Regions from separate parts of the Mus musculus genome. Here all the other regions are linked to region 1. The links are chromatin contacts, called in public HiChIP or PLAC-seq and promoter capture Hi-C maps. All regions are on one chromosome and are shown on one strand. Each heading gives the region's core, a stretch centred on a gene start, on an enhancer-like site or on the middle of the called end of the contact. The rest is flanking DNA. Distances are from core to core; before and after follow the strand shown. Region 1 holds the start of Aqp8 (aquaporin 8). Region 2 overlaps Slc5a11 (solute carrier family 5 (sodium/glucose cotransporter), member 11). Region 3 overlaps Slc5a11 (solute carrier family 5 (sodium/glucose cotransporter), member 11). Region 4 overlaps Arhgap17 (Rho GTPase activating protein 17).

Evidence for each region. Promoter capture Hi-C pulls out the DNA fragments that hold promoters and counts their contacts. HiChIP or PLAC-seq counts read pairs in DNA pulled down with a chosen protein or histone mark.
Region 2: a contact with region 1 is called in a promoter capture Hi-C map of the HPC-7 cell line. The contact joins the enhancer-like site here to the promoter of Aqp8 in region 1. A contact is called at or near these places in 9 of 39 promoter capture datasets (the C10 cell line, the HPC-7 cell line, cranial neural crest and 6 more), 4 of 484 Hi-C or Micro-C datasets (the G1E-ER4 cell line, embryonic stem cells, extraembryonic endoderm stem cells and 1 more), 5 of 115 datasets of contacts at active chromatin or transcription factors (embryonic stem cells, extraembryonic endoderm stem cells and stem cell-derived neural progenitor cells) and 4 of 9 other capture datasets (adipose tissue, embryonic stem cells, liver and 1 more).
Region 3: a contact with region 1 is called in an H3K27ac HiChIP or PLAC-seq map of extraembryonic endoderm stem cells. The contact joins the enhancer-like site here to the promoter of Aqp8 in region 1. A contact is called at or near these places in 17 of 39 promoter capture datasets (the C10 cell line, the HPC-7 cell line, Sertoli cells and 11 more), 1 of 15 datasets of contacts at CTCF or cohesin (the NIH/3T3 cell line), 62 of 484 Hi-C or Micro-C datasets (the AML12 cell line, B cells, the Ba/F3 cell line and 41 more), 19 of 115 datasets of contacts at active chromatin or transcription factors (the 230-238 cell line, acute myeloid leukemia, astrocytes and 6 more) and 5 of 9 other capture datasets (adipose tissue, embryonic stem cells, liver and 2 more).
Region 4: a contact with region 1 is called in a promoter capture Hi-C map of hippocampal neurons, with 2.5 times the contacts expected there. The contact joins the enhancer-like site here to the promoter of Aqp8 in region 1. A contact is called at or near these places in 19 of 39 promoter capture datasets (the 3T3-L1 cell line, 3T3-L1-derived adipocytes, the C10 cell line and 12 more), 1 of 15 datasets of contacts at CTCF or cohesin (the G1E-ER4 cell line), 62 of 484 Hi-C or Micro-C datasets (B cells, the Ba/F3 cell line, CD8 T cells and 27 more), 5 of 115 datasets of contacts at active chromatin or transcription factors (embryonic stem cells, extraembryonic endoderm stem cells, pancreatic cancer cells and 2 more) and 5 of 9 other capture datasets (adipose tissue, embryonic stem cells, liver and 2 more).

Annotation. Positions count from the first base shown.
Region 1 is chr7:123,460,996-123,463,695 of GRCm38.p6, reverse strand. It overlaps Aqp8 (aquaporin 8), which reads right to left and starts at 1,402. Exons shown (of 6, transcript NM_001109045.1): 1 at 1,238-1,402; 2 at 878-1,122. The coding sequence starts at 1,249.
Region 2 is chr7:123,247,111-123,249,810 of GRCm38.p6, reverse strand. Slc5a11 (solute carrier family 5 (sodium/glucose cotransporter), member 11) reads right to left here. Exons shown (of 17, transcript NM_146198.2): 7 at 1,769-1,873. Among named protein-coding and RNA genes, the nearest start is that of Slc5a11, 34 kb to the right of the region's middle. Within about 2 kb of position 1,405, at least 11 of the 459 cell types and tissues checked have an H3K27ac peak or open chromatin away from gene starts, as enhancers often do. A contact at or near this core is called in the HPC-7 cell line, where this site is marked.
Region 3 is chr7:123,225,001-123,227,700 of GRCm38.p6, reverse strand. All of the region lies in intron 1 of Slc5a11 (solute carrier family 5 (sodium/glucose cotransporter), member 11), which reads right to left. Among named protein-coding and RNA genes, the nearest start is that of Slc5a11, 11 kb to the right of the region's middle. Within about 2 kb of position 1,335, at least 9 of the 459 cell types and tissues checked have an H3K27ac peak or open chromatin away from gene starts, as enhancers often do. A contact at or near this core is called in CD8 T cells and extraembryonic endoderm stem cells, where this site is marked.
Region 4 is chr7:123,292,724-123,295,423 of GRCm38.p6, reverse strand. It overlaps Arhgap17 (Rho GTPase activating protein 17), which reads left to right. Exons shown (of 20, transcript NM_144529.2): 17 at 719-952. Among named protein-coding and RNA genes, the nearest start is that of Arhgap17, 76 kb to the left of the region's middle. Within about 2 kb of position 1,358, at least 23 of the 459 cell types and tissues checked have an H3K27ac peak or open chromatin away from gene starts, as enhancers often do. A contact at or near this core is called in the HL-1 cell line, hippocampal neurons, pancreatic cancer cells and 1 more, where this site is marked.

The DNA.
Region 1 (2,700 bases), core at 153-2,652:
GTTGCCCAGCCAGGAAGCCACCAGGCCTACCTAGATAGAAGGTCATGTGCCTTTCACCCTGCCCAGAACTCCTGCACCCCCACCCACCCATTTAAAGAGATAATAAACTGTCCATTGTTTCTTCCCAGAGGGCAGTAACTCAATGTCCTCACTCAGATCTGATTTCGAGTGAGATAGAGAACAGCCCTATCCCAGTCCCCCTGTCAGATGACCCAATCGGAATGTCTACCATTACAGCTGGCTCTTCTGGGAAACAGCCCACCTCCCATCAACCCATTCTACTGGGCTCCTACCCAGATAAAAAACCAAGGGATGGTCATTTTTCTGCCTCTAAAAAACAAAACAAAACAAAACACTCTTGTCAGGTTGAAGCCCCTGCACTTTCTGTGCATCGCAGTGGACAAAAACCCGGCGCTTTGCTTTTTCCAATTCACTCCCAAAGAGTAGCAGCAACAGTAGTGAATACTGAGCACCCCACGATCCCATCTCCCCAAGACAATCCCTCGGCTTTGGACACTAAGCCAGACAGCTTGAATTTGACTCCTGGCTCCACCACCTGGTAGCAAATACCTCATCTCAGTGATGTGGACTTTTCTCTTTTGCAAATATAAAACGGGAAATAACAGAACCTATTTCTTAAGTTTGTCACTAGAATCAAATATCTGAATCATGCTCAGTATAGAGCAGAGGCAATAGCTAGCAATGGGTATATGTTGGCTCGAAGCTAACTTTAACATGTAGTAACAGTATGACTCCTATTTAATAGTCTTCACAGACTGCAGAGCTAGATGACCCACCCCCACGTTTGTAAGACCATAAGTGGGTGCCCAAGAATTCCCCAGATTGGCACTAAGCTAATGATGAGGTCTGGTCTCACCTGATGTTCCCCAAGGTAGCAATGATGAGCCCCAAGGCCAGCCCATGAGCCAAGGCAGGCTGCAGGAGCCCAGTATTCGGACTATTCTCAATGACCGATAGACATCCGATGAAGATGAAGAGAGCGGAGCCCACAAGTTCCACTATACATGGTTGTACGTATTGCTCATACCAGAACACACGGCATCTGCCAGCCATGCTGGTCTTCACCTTGACCTCAGGTAGGTCCATACTACACATTGGTGTCTGCCGTAGGGGGAAAAAAAGACAGGAAACATGGGTGGCAGAGGCCCCAAGACAAAAGCCCCCACCCCCAGCCTTGACCAAATCCTTAGTGCCCTTGCCCAGGCAACAGACTCACCTCCCCAGACATCTGCTCAAGAAGATCCGAGCCAGAGCTACCAGGAGCTTCGCCGGCTGCCCTAGATTGTACTCACTTATCTCTAGGTCACAGACTGGAGGTAGAGTCTAGCGGACTCTGCGCTTTTAAAGGACTGGGGACATTCACCAAAGGTGTCCAGAAAGCAATAAAGCCCGAATGGGAGGTGGCCCAGAAGAGTCAACTTTTTTTTTCTAATCTCAACAGGGCAAGGGCCACGTGGGATCAATGATTGCTGGGCTTAGTGCCAGCAACAGGAAAGGCGTGGTTAGCTTGTATCATGTGCATGAGTGCTCAGGCCTGAGGAAGGTCCCAGCAGGAGACACTGCACACTCAGTAACAGCCAGCTCCGCTACCATTGACATTCCACCATCCTCGTGGGTCTCTTTCCCACCCAGGACCTTTTCCACAAATACCCTGATCACCTGACCCAGCGAGTGTGTGAGCTGATGATGGCTGCTGGCTGCCTAAGGCAGTAGGGACAATATGGCACTGTTGTGTATGGTAAAGCTGGTGGACTTTGGAAACCTGGGGATGAGTAGGAGTAGGACCTACGGGCTTACCTACCCAAAGCCAGGGAACCACCAGTGAGATGCACCCCTCTGCTCACACTGCCTGCACTGACACCCCAGCTCAGCTTGTACAAGCCAAGAGCTAACCACGCAATTGAGTGCCACTGAGCTCGAGTCACTTTCACTGTTTCATCGGCAAATGACAGCGACTGAGCTAATGGCATGGCATCCTTACAGGGCTTCAATGAGTGAAGAAATGAAAAGGACTCAAGGTAGCTCCAGATACAGTACAAAAATGCCAGAGTCCATGAACTCAGAATATATGTGTAAGCCCCTCATGGCGTGCGAGTGGCCAGGCCCTGCCCCTGAGGATCTCCAACTGCTATAATCACCACTCAGGTGGCCCAGCTCCGCCCTACAGAGTAAAAAGCCCAAGATCAGGATTTGAAGTCCCACTAATCCCCACCCTGGAAAGTTCTACCCTGGAAAGTTCTGTTCCCCTACCCCTAAGCCCAAAATAAAGCCTGTCTTCTGCTCAGTTCTCTGCCGCTTCTTGTCTGAGCAGAGGTAGCCACCCTCCTGGGTTTTTCCCTTCTAATAAATCTCTTGTATGAAATTTGTCATGCAGAATGGCTTTGTGGTATCCCTTGGCTCCCAACTGCCAGGAAACCTTTCCCTTCAAAGCTATAAAACTTACAGCGGGGGGGGGGGGACACCCCATGAGCTATACCAGTTCCCCTTCCCCACAGACCTGTAATACCCATATAGACACCCACGGGCAAGAGTTCATATGTATTAACGTCCACCAACCTTAGAATGCACACTCGGATGTTACAGTGCCAGCAGCTGGCTAAGAGCCTTGCATACATTGCCTCAGGTTCACCTGGAGAACACTCCATGAGGAGGGTCCAATCTTTACAGCATGCCGCAGAA
Region 2 (2,700 bases), core at 156-2,655, 210 kb after region 1:
GATGAAGGAGTGGATGGAGTGGATGGATGCATGGATGCATGGATGGATGGATGCATGGATGGATGGATGCATGGATAGATGGATGAAGGAGTGGATGCATGGATGGATGGAGGAGTGGATGGATGGATGGATGGATGCATGGATGCATGCATGGATGGATGGATGGATGGATGGATGGATGGATGGATGAGTGGATGGGTGGATGGATGGATGGATGAGTGGATGGATGGATGCATGGATAGATGGATGAAGGAGTGGATGGATGGATGCATGGATGGATGGATGCATGGATGGATGGATGCATGGATAGATGGATGAAGGAGTGGATGCATGGATGGATGGAGGAGTGGATGGATGGATGGATGCATGGATGCATGGATGGATGGATGGATGGATGGATGGATGGATGAGTGGATGGGTGGATGGATGGATGGATGGATGAGTGGATGGATGGATGCATGGATAGATGGATGAAGGAGTGGATGGATGGATGGATGGATGGATGGATGGATGGATGGATGACAGAGTGGGCAGACAGATGGATAGATGGATGGATGGATGAATGGATGGATGGATGGATGGACAGATGGATGGATGGACAGATGGATGGATGGACGAGGAAGTAGGTGGATGCATGGGACAGGGAATGGGTGAGTGATTGAAGAGGAGAATAGATTATGATGGGCATTCCCAGCAACTCCCCATGACCAGACTCTCTTTCAAACTCTAACAAATACAGAAAAGCTACACACATTATTTCCTCATGCATCTCATCCTAAGATGAAGGGAGGGGGCTCAAAATGAAGCCCCGTGGGCAGTTAAGTTTGAGAGACCTGCCCTGCACTCTGGCAACAACCTCATGGCCTCCCCACTTCTGCTCTCTTCCTACCTGTCCTCCTCCACACTGTGACCTGTGTGTTCCAGCCAGGGTGATCTCGTTCACCTGTGTGGCTCTCACATCATCCATAGTAGGCAAGCAAGAGCTGCACACCAGGCCCTTCAATGCTGGCCAGTTGGTAACCTCATATTCTTTATTCACTCTGTATCTCTAGGGCTTTGGGCTCTGCCTCTTAACACATCATAATTTCATGCATCTTCCAGCTTTAGCTTGTGTTAGTATAGCCATCGGGAATGGTGACACACCTCTTTCCAACTGGTGGACTGTGCCTAAGACGACACTCACCTTGTGCCAGACTATAAGGAAGCATTCTAAAAAGAGTGCCTTGAGTCTGCAGCCAGGACACAGTCAGTTGCTGCTGTTTGTACTAGATGGGATGTCTTCTGCCCCTGCAGGACAGACATCCATGTAGGACAAAAGTATCACCACCCCCAGGGGTGACATCTTGAGCTGATCCTGCTGAGCAGTCCAGCCTGGAGGCTACAGTGCATGTGGTGTTTGCCACCTTCCTGGAGACTAGCCCATCCAAAGGTCAGCGTGAGGCATGCCCAGGCAGTCCCCAGCACATCTGATTAAGATCTGCCCACTCTCTCGTTTCTGGAGGAAGGTCACAGGGCAAGGAAGTGGGGGTGGTTCTTGGATCTCTGTTCATGCTGAGATGTCACCAAACAAACTTTGGCAGGCCTAGGGAGGGATTCCTTGCCTCTGCCTGGCCTTTATTCATGATTCTTCTGCCTCCTCCCCTCTCTCTATCCCCTCTAACATCAAACCTGCCCCAGAGAGAAGTGATATGGAAGAAATGCCTTGCATGCACTCGGTTAGCCTCTCACCGTGCCGTAGGAGCATGGCTAGGCTGTGTGTCCACCTTACCGAGATCTTGGTGAAGATGTAGATGAACAGGTAGAGCACAGCCAGGGTGATGGAGATCCTGTTGCCCCCAAAGCGCCGCCTTAGATATTCTGGCATCGTGGTTACCTGGGGGTTGAAAACGCTTGTAGCCCCCAGGTGGCCTTGGGCATTTGCCTCCTCAGCTTGGCTACCAGCCCCGCCCATCTCTCCCATGACCACTGAAGTCAGAAGCACAGAGTATCTTTTTGGCTTCTCCATGGGAAACAATGAGGACGAGGACTTGGGGAGGGGCAGACTGTGGAGGCATTTGAGTCTAGACAGGGTTCTGTACCTAACTATTGTGTTTCAGGTGTGTGTTCATGAGTGTGTGTGTGTGTGTGTGTGTGTGTGTGTGTGTGCACATAACGACTGCATGCCACAGCACAAATGTGGAAGTCAGAGGACAGCTTGCACAAGTTGACTCTCTCCTTCCATCATGTGGGTGTGAGGATCAAATTCAAGTTGCCAGGCTTGGCAGCAAGCACCTTTCCCAGCTGAGCCATGTCACTACCCCAGACATGAGACAGGATGTTCTCCATCCTAGTTTAGATGTAGGCCGAATTTCTGTAATGTGGTTTTTTTTTTTTTTCTATTTAAGCAAACCTGCCTTTCTACTTAACTTTATACTTAAAAACTTTTGGTTTTTTACTAAATGCTTTTGGTTTTCTGAGGGGGAGATTTCAAGATAGGCTCTCTCTATGTGTCCCTTACTGTCCTAGAACTCACTTTGTAGACCTTCAACTCAGCCTGCCTCTGCCTCTGCCTCTCAAGTGCTAGAAGCACAACCATGCCTGGAGATATTTAAAACAAAACAAAACAAACAAAAAAAAAACAAAACAAAACAAAAAACAAAAAACAGTGCTAGAAATTGAATTCTGGGCCTCTTGCACATTAAGTAAGTATTCTACTTCTGA
Region 3 (2,700 bases), core at 86-2,585, 240 kb after region 1:
ATTCATGCTCTGGGAGCTGGGATAATCAGTGAAGTGCTCTCTGCATGAACTTGATTCTCTGTCCCCAGGGAAAAAACAAAACAACACGAAAAGTCTGGCCATAGTGATACAATCTTGTCATCTCAGCTCTCGGGAGGCAGCAACAGGAGGATCTTTGAGGTTTGCTGGCCATTCAGGCTAGCCTAATAGTCACAGGTCCCTCTGGACACTATCTCAAAAACAAACAAAAAAACAATGTGGATGGTTCCTAAGGAAAGACTACTGAACTAGATCCAAATTGACTTCGGGCGAATAAACATGCACACATATTTGCAACACCCATGAACTTGTATAAATACCAAAGGAAGGAAGGGTTGAGAAACGGGAGGGAGGGAAGGAAAGAGGGAGGGAGGGGGGAGGGGGAGGGAGAGAAGGAGGGAGAGAAAGTAAAAAGAATTCCAGCTATGGAGGCACATTGCTGCCCTGTCCCTTATCAGCCCTGAGAAGCTGAACAAGCTGTGCAATGCTGCACATAGGACACAAAACAAGTTTGTGGTTACCAAGAACCTGCCAGGGGCTTTCACTCCATTGCACAGCTAATCTTCAATTTGCAACCCTATAGCTGAGTCCCCTGAGTACAGAGATCACAAGTCTGTGCCACCAAGACTAGCTGCCTGTTTGACAGCAAGTGTAGATGCTTGAACGTCATCATTGCACAAATATAGTCACCATCATGGTCAGTATTTCCTGTTCCTTTTCTTTCTTTCTTTCTTTCTTTCTTTCTTTCTTTCTTTCTTTCTTTCTTTCTTTCTTTCTTTCTTTCCTTCCTTCCTTCCTTCCTTCCTTCCTTCCTTCCTTTCTTTCTTTCTTTCTTTCTTTCTTTCTTTTTCGAGACAGGGTTTCTCTGTATAACCCTAGTTGTCCTGGAACTCACTTTGTAGACCAGGCTGGCCTCGAACTCAGAAATCCACCTGCCTCTGCCTCCCAAGTGCTGGGATTAAAGGCGTGTACCACCACCACCCAGCCTCCTGTTTCTTTACTATGTGTTTACTATTTCCTGCAAGGTGGGTGAGGAAAGGAGTGTCTTATGTGGAGGAATTCAGAAGATAGGCTGTGCGAGGAGGCATGCCGTCTACCCCCATTGCTGCCTGCTGAGACAGGCCCCAGCACTGTAAAATGAAACCAAAAGAGAAGCAGCCCTTGCTTGCTTTCCATTGCTGCAATCAGCCTCGGCCACAGGCAGCTTGGGGAGGAGAGGGTTCGTTTGACTTACATATCTTGGGTCATGGACCACTGAGGGAAGCCAAGTCAGAAACTCAAGCAGAGGCTACGGAGGGATGCTGCTTAGTGGGTTGTTCCTCCTGTCTTCCCTGCTTGCTTTCCTATACACCCTAGGGCCACCTGCCCAGGCACCACTCACAGTAGGGTCAGGTCCTCCCTCAGCAGTCATCAGTTAAAAAGATGCTCCCAGTCTTGTCCTAGAGGCCAGCTTTACAGGGACATTTACTTGATTGAGGTTCCCTTTTCCCGGATGAGTCCAGCTTGTGACAAGTGAATGAAAAACTGACCAGTGAAGGAAGGAAAGAAAGAAGGAAGGAAAGAAGGAAGGAAGGAAGGAAGGAAGGAAGGAAGGAAGGAAGGAAGGAAGGCAGGCAAATATTTAAATTTATAAATTGAACTATCATTATGATATACCATGCTTCCAATTTAAGAAAGAGCCCTAAGGAACATATTTTAGATGATGCAATGAATATTAAAAACAAGGACATGTAAGCGTAGTGGTACATGCCTTCAATCCCAGGAATTGGGAGGCACAGACAGGAGGATCTCTATGAGTTCAAGGTCAACCTGGTCTATGTAGTTACTTTCAGGAAAGCCAAGGCTATGTAGAGAGACCCTGTTTCATAAAACAAAAACAAAACAAATCCACTAGTGTCTTCCATAAATTGGAGAAGGTTCTAGACTCATATACTTACAAGCATGGTTTTTGCCCCCATGACTATCTGGAGTGTCTGAAAGCCTTAGCTATGAGGTAGTTCTGTCCATTGCAGCATTTGTGCATCTGGACAAACTAGGTGTCCCATGGCACAAATAGTCATGGTCAAAATCTCTCACATTCTGAAAGATCAGTATCCCCAGTGCACATCTTTGCCCCAGGTTAAATAATGCAATTAAAGAATTTTTAATAAAGAAGTGGAGGGCCTGGGCATGCAGCCTGGTGGCAGAGCACTTGTCTTGTGTGCACGAGGGCCCAGGTTCCATTCCCAGCTCTGCAGTAAAATGCTGATAATCACAATGAAGTAGCTTGAGCAGTTGAGGACAGAGTGCTCAAGTAGCAGGCGGAGATGGGCAAGGAGTGTGAAGGCAAGGGCTCTGCCTGGGCAAAGTACAGGGTGGCTTCAAGGCTGCTTGGTCCGTTACTGCAGCTGTAACAAAACACCTTAGCCTGCATAAAATTTAAAGGATTGTTTTATGTGTACATGTATGTGCCTGAGTGTATGTGCACCGGGTACATGCAAGTGTCTGCAGAGCTAGAAGAAGATGTCAGATCCTTTGACACTGGAGTTGTAGGCAATTGTGACCTGCCTGATATGAGTGGTGTAAATTGAACCCAGGCCCTTTGCAAGAGTAGCAAGTGGTATTCATGACAGAGTCACCTCTGCAGCCCCTGGATAATTTATCAATAGCATGAATCTATTGGCTGAAGTTCTAGAGAAGCCC
Region 4 (2,700 bases), core at 109-2,608, 170 kb after region 1:
GAGCACTGACTGCTCTCCTGAAGATCCTAAGTTCAAATCCCAGCAACCACATGGTGGCTCACAACCATCCATAATGAGATCTGACACCCTCTTTTGTGTCTGAAGACAGCTACAGTGTACTTACATATAATAATAAATAAATCTTAAAAAAAAAAAAAAAGAAAATTAGGTTTGGCAATGCAGACCCTAATGCTCTGAATGAAGAGTGTGTTCCTTCTGCCCCATCCTCCAGACGCCATCCTACCAGAAACCAACTGTTTTTTCCAGCTATCCATAGCTTTCAGCCAAATGCACACATACACACAGTTGCGTCTGTGTCTCCTGCAAGCTCAGGGGCAGTGGTGTGGCCTTGCACAGCCACTGGTGTGCTTATGGATGTGGCTTCCACCTCCTCACATGTGAGATGGGAACTCGATCGATCGATCGGCACAGAACTGTGTCACTCGACATGAGGCTGCCTGCTTGCTCTCAGCTGCACACACCACCTGCTCAGGGGCATCTGTTGATCAGTGTGTGAGGTTGGCTTTGCTAGGGTTCAAAGCCAGAACCAGGTGCTTGCTTTGGTAACTGGGATGACCGCTGACATGTCTTGCCACTTACCTGCATGCTGGGCAACGTGGGCGGCGTCCCTTCAGTGGTTTTAACAGTGAGAACCTGCGGGCTTCTGTCTCTCTAGTCGGCATGTGTGGTGTGTTGACTGTTTCTTCTCTCTGTGTAGCTTTGGTGTGAAGCTAATGGACTTCCAGGCCCACCGGCGGGGTGGCACTCTAAATAGAAAGCACATAGCCCCCGCTTTCCAGCCGCCACTCCCGCCCACGGATGGCAACGCCTTGGCTCCAGCAGGCCCAGAGCCCCCTTCTCAGAGCTCTAGGGCTGACAGCAGCTCAGGGGGTGGGCCTGTCTTCTCTTCTACGGGCATATTGGAGCAGGGGCTGAGCCCAGGTGACAGCAGGTAAGGAGCCCACTTCTGCTGGCAGACAAGGCTGGATGCCCCTGCCTACTTCCAAGTGGCCATCTTTGGCGTGGCGGCAGAGAGCAAACCAAAGTTGCTTTCACTCCTTTGGTTAGTGGGGGAGAGAGATTGCAAATTGCTTGTTTGCTTAGCAGCACATGTTGGTGTGCTTTGGTGCTGGAAAGTAGAGACTAACAGGTGTCTAATGGTGTGCTCGGCCTCTACCTGTTCAGTGTGTAGCTCTCAGTGTTCACGTACCCTTTGCCTGGGCGCTAGCTGAGTCACAGGATTCTTGCCATTTGTCATCCGTTTGCTCATTTAATAATTACATTCAGTTGCACAGAGTTGCCAAATAGCTGCTGTTGCACCAGGCTGCCAGCACACTGGGTGACTAAGGGTCCCTCCACCCCTTAGGCACACGGGTCCAAGAAAGAAAGTAAGGTGGCATGTGTTCTGAAAAGGCTTGTTCATTTGCTTGAACTTTGACACGATGCTGGGAGCTGGGCTTCACAGGGATTACCTTACGAGGCCTTCAGGCTGGAGATTTCTGCTCTGTACCACCCAGTTCTCCACTGATCAAGCAGAGGCCACTGCAGGACTGATCTCTGCTTCAGATCTGGTGGCTCTACAGGAGATGAGCCCTGCCCAAGTGCTGATGTTTCAGTTGTCATTGTTTTAGTCCTTGTCTTTGGACAGCCACACAGTGCCCCATGGTCACAAATGCACAAATGTGCATATGTGTGCAGTACATGTGCACAAAGCAAAGCCTGTTTACCATGTGTGGTTTATCACACAGATGGGTTTCCTTGCGGAACTCTGATTGCATCTTTTTGGTGGTTAGCCCATAATCCCAGTTACTTGGAAGGAAGAATAATTACAAGTTCAAGGCCAGTCTGGGTAACAGTGAGACCTTGTCTCAAAGTAAAAACTAAAGCATAGGGCTGAGGATGTAGCTCAGGTCGGAGCACTTGCAAGGTATGTCAGTAGACGTCAGAGAGAGCACAGGACTCTTGTTTTATCGCCGTAGCTGGACTCAGTGCTTATGTTCATCCATGAGTCCTGTAATCTAGGGAAGTCCATCTTTCAGTCAAGAAGTCTTGGCTGTGCTTTAGGAATGTGCTGGAGGTACCATGCTGTCAGTGACCACTCCGACATGCGGGCCTTGGTTTTAGAGTAAATGGTTTTTGTTTGTCCAAGTGATAAGCCAATTTCCTTATGACATGCAGTTTGTTTAACCAAAGCTGAATATTTAAGGAAGTAGTCAGCCGTCTGCAGAAAGAGGAGTGTGTGTCAGCCATCAGTCTGCCTTCTAGTTTCTATACTTGAAATATCTTTGTGCACACTTCAATGGCATCTGCCCTTTGGTGACCTTGACAAAATGTGATCTTTGGTATAGAAAGCTGTGAGCCGGGAAGTAGGAGGCCTGAATTGGCTGTCAGCTTTAGGCTGTCATCGGGCAGCTCCTCAGAGCTCCTCAGTCCAGGTAACTGATGGCAGAGTTGCTTTATGTTTGTTACTTTTGTACAACAGCTAGGAAAAAGTCCCCAAGCCTCATTTGCTTAAAATAACACCCAATTTAAGGACATGCAAAACAGAACATGAGGCTTACTGTGGATGCTCTGAGATGCTTGGCCTTAATCTCTGTGGCAAAGGAGCTGAAACTTAGTCTGTTACAGGGAATCTCAATGCCTAGTCTCTGAGTAAGATCTACTTATCTGCCCAATCCGAGCTCTTTAAAATGTCAGATA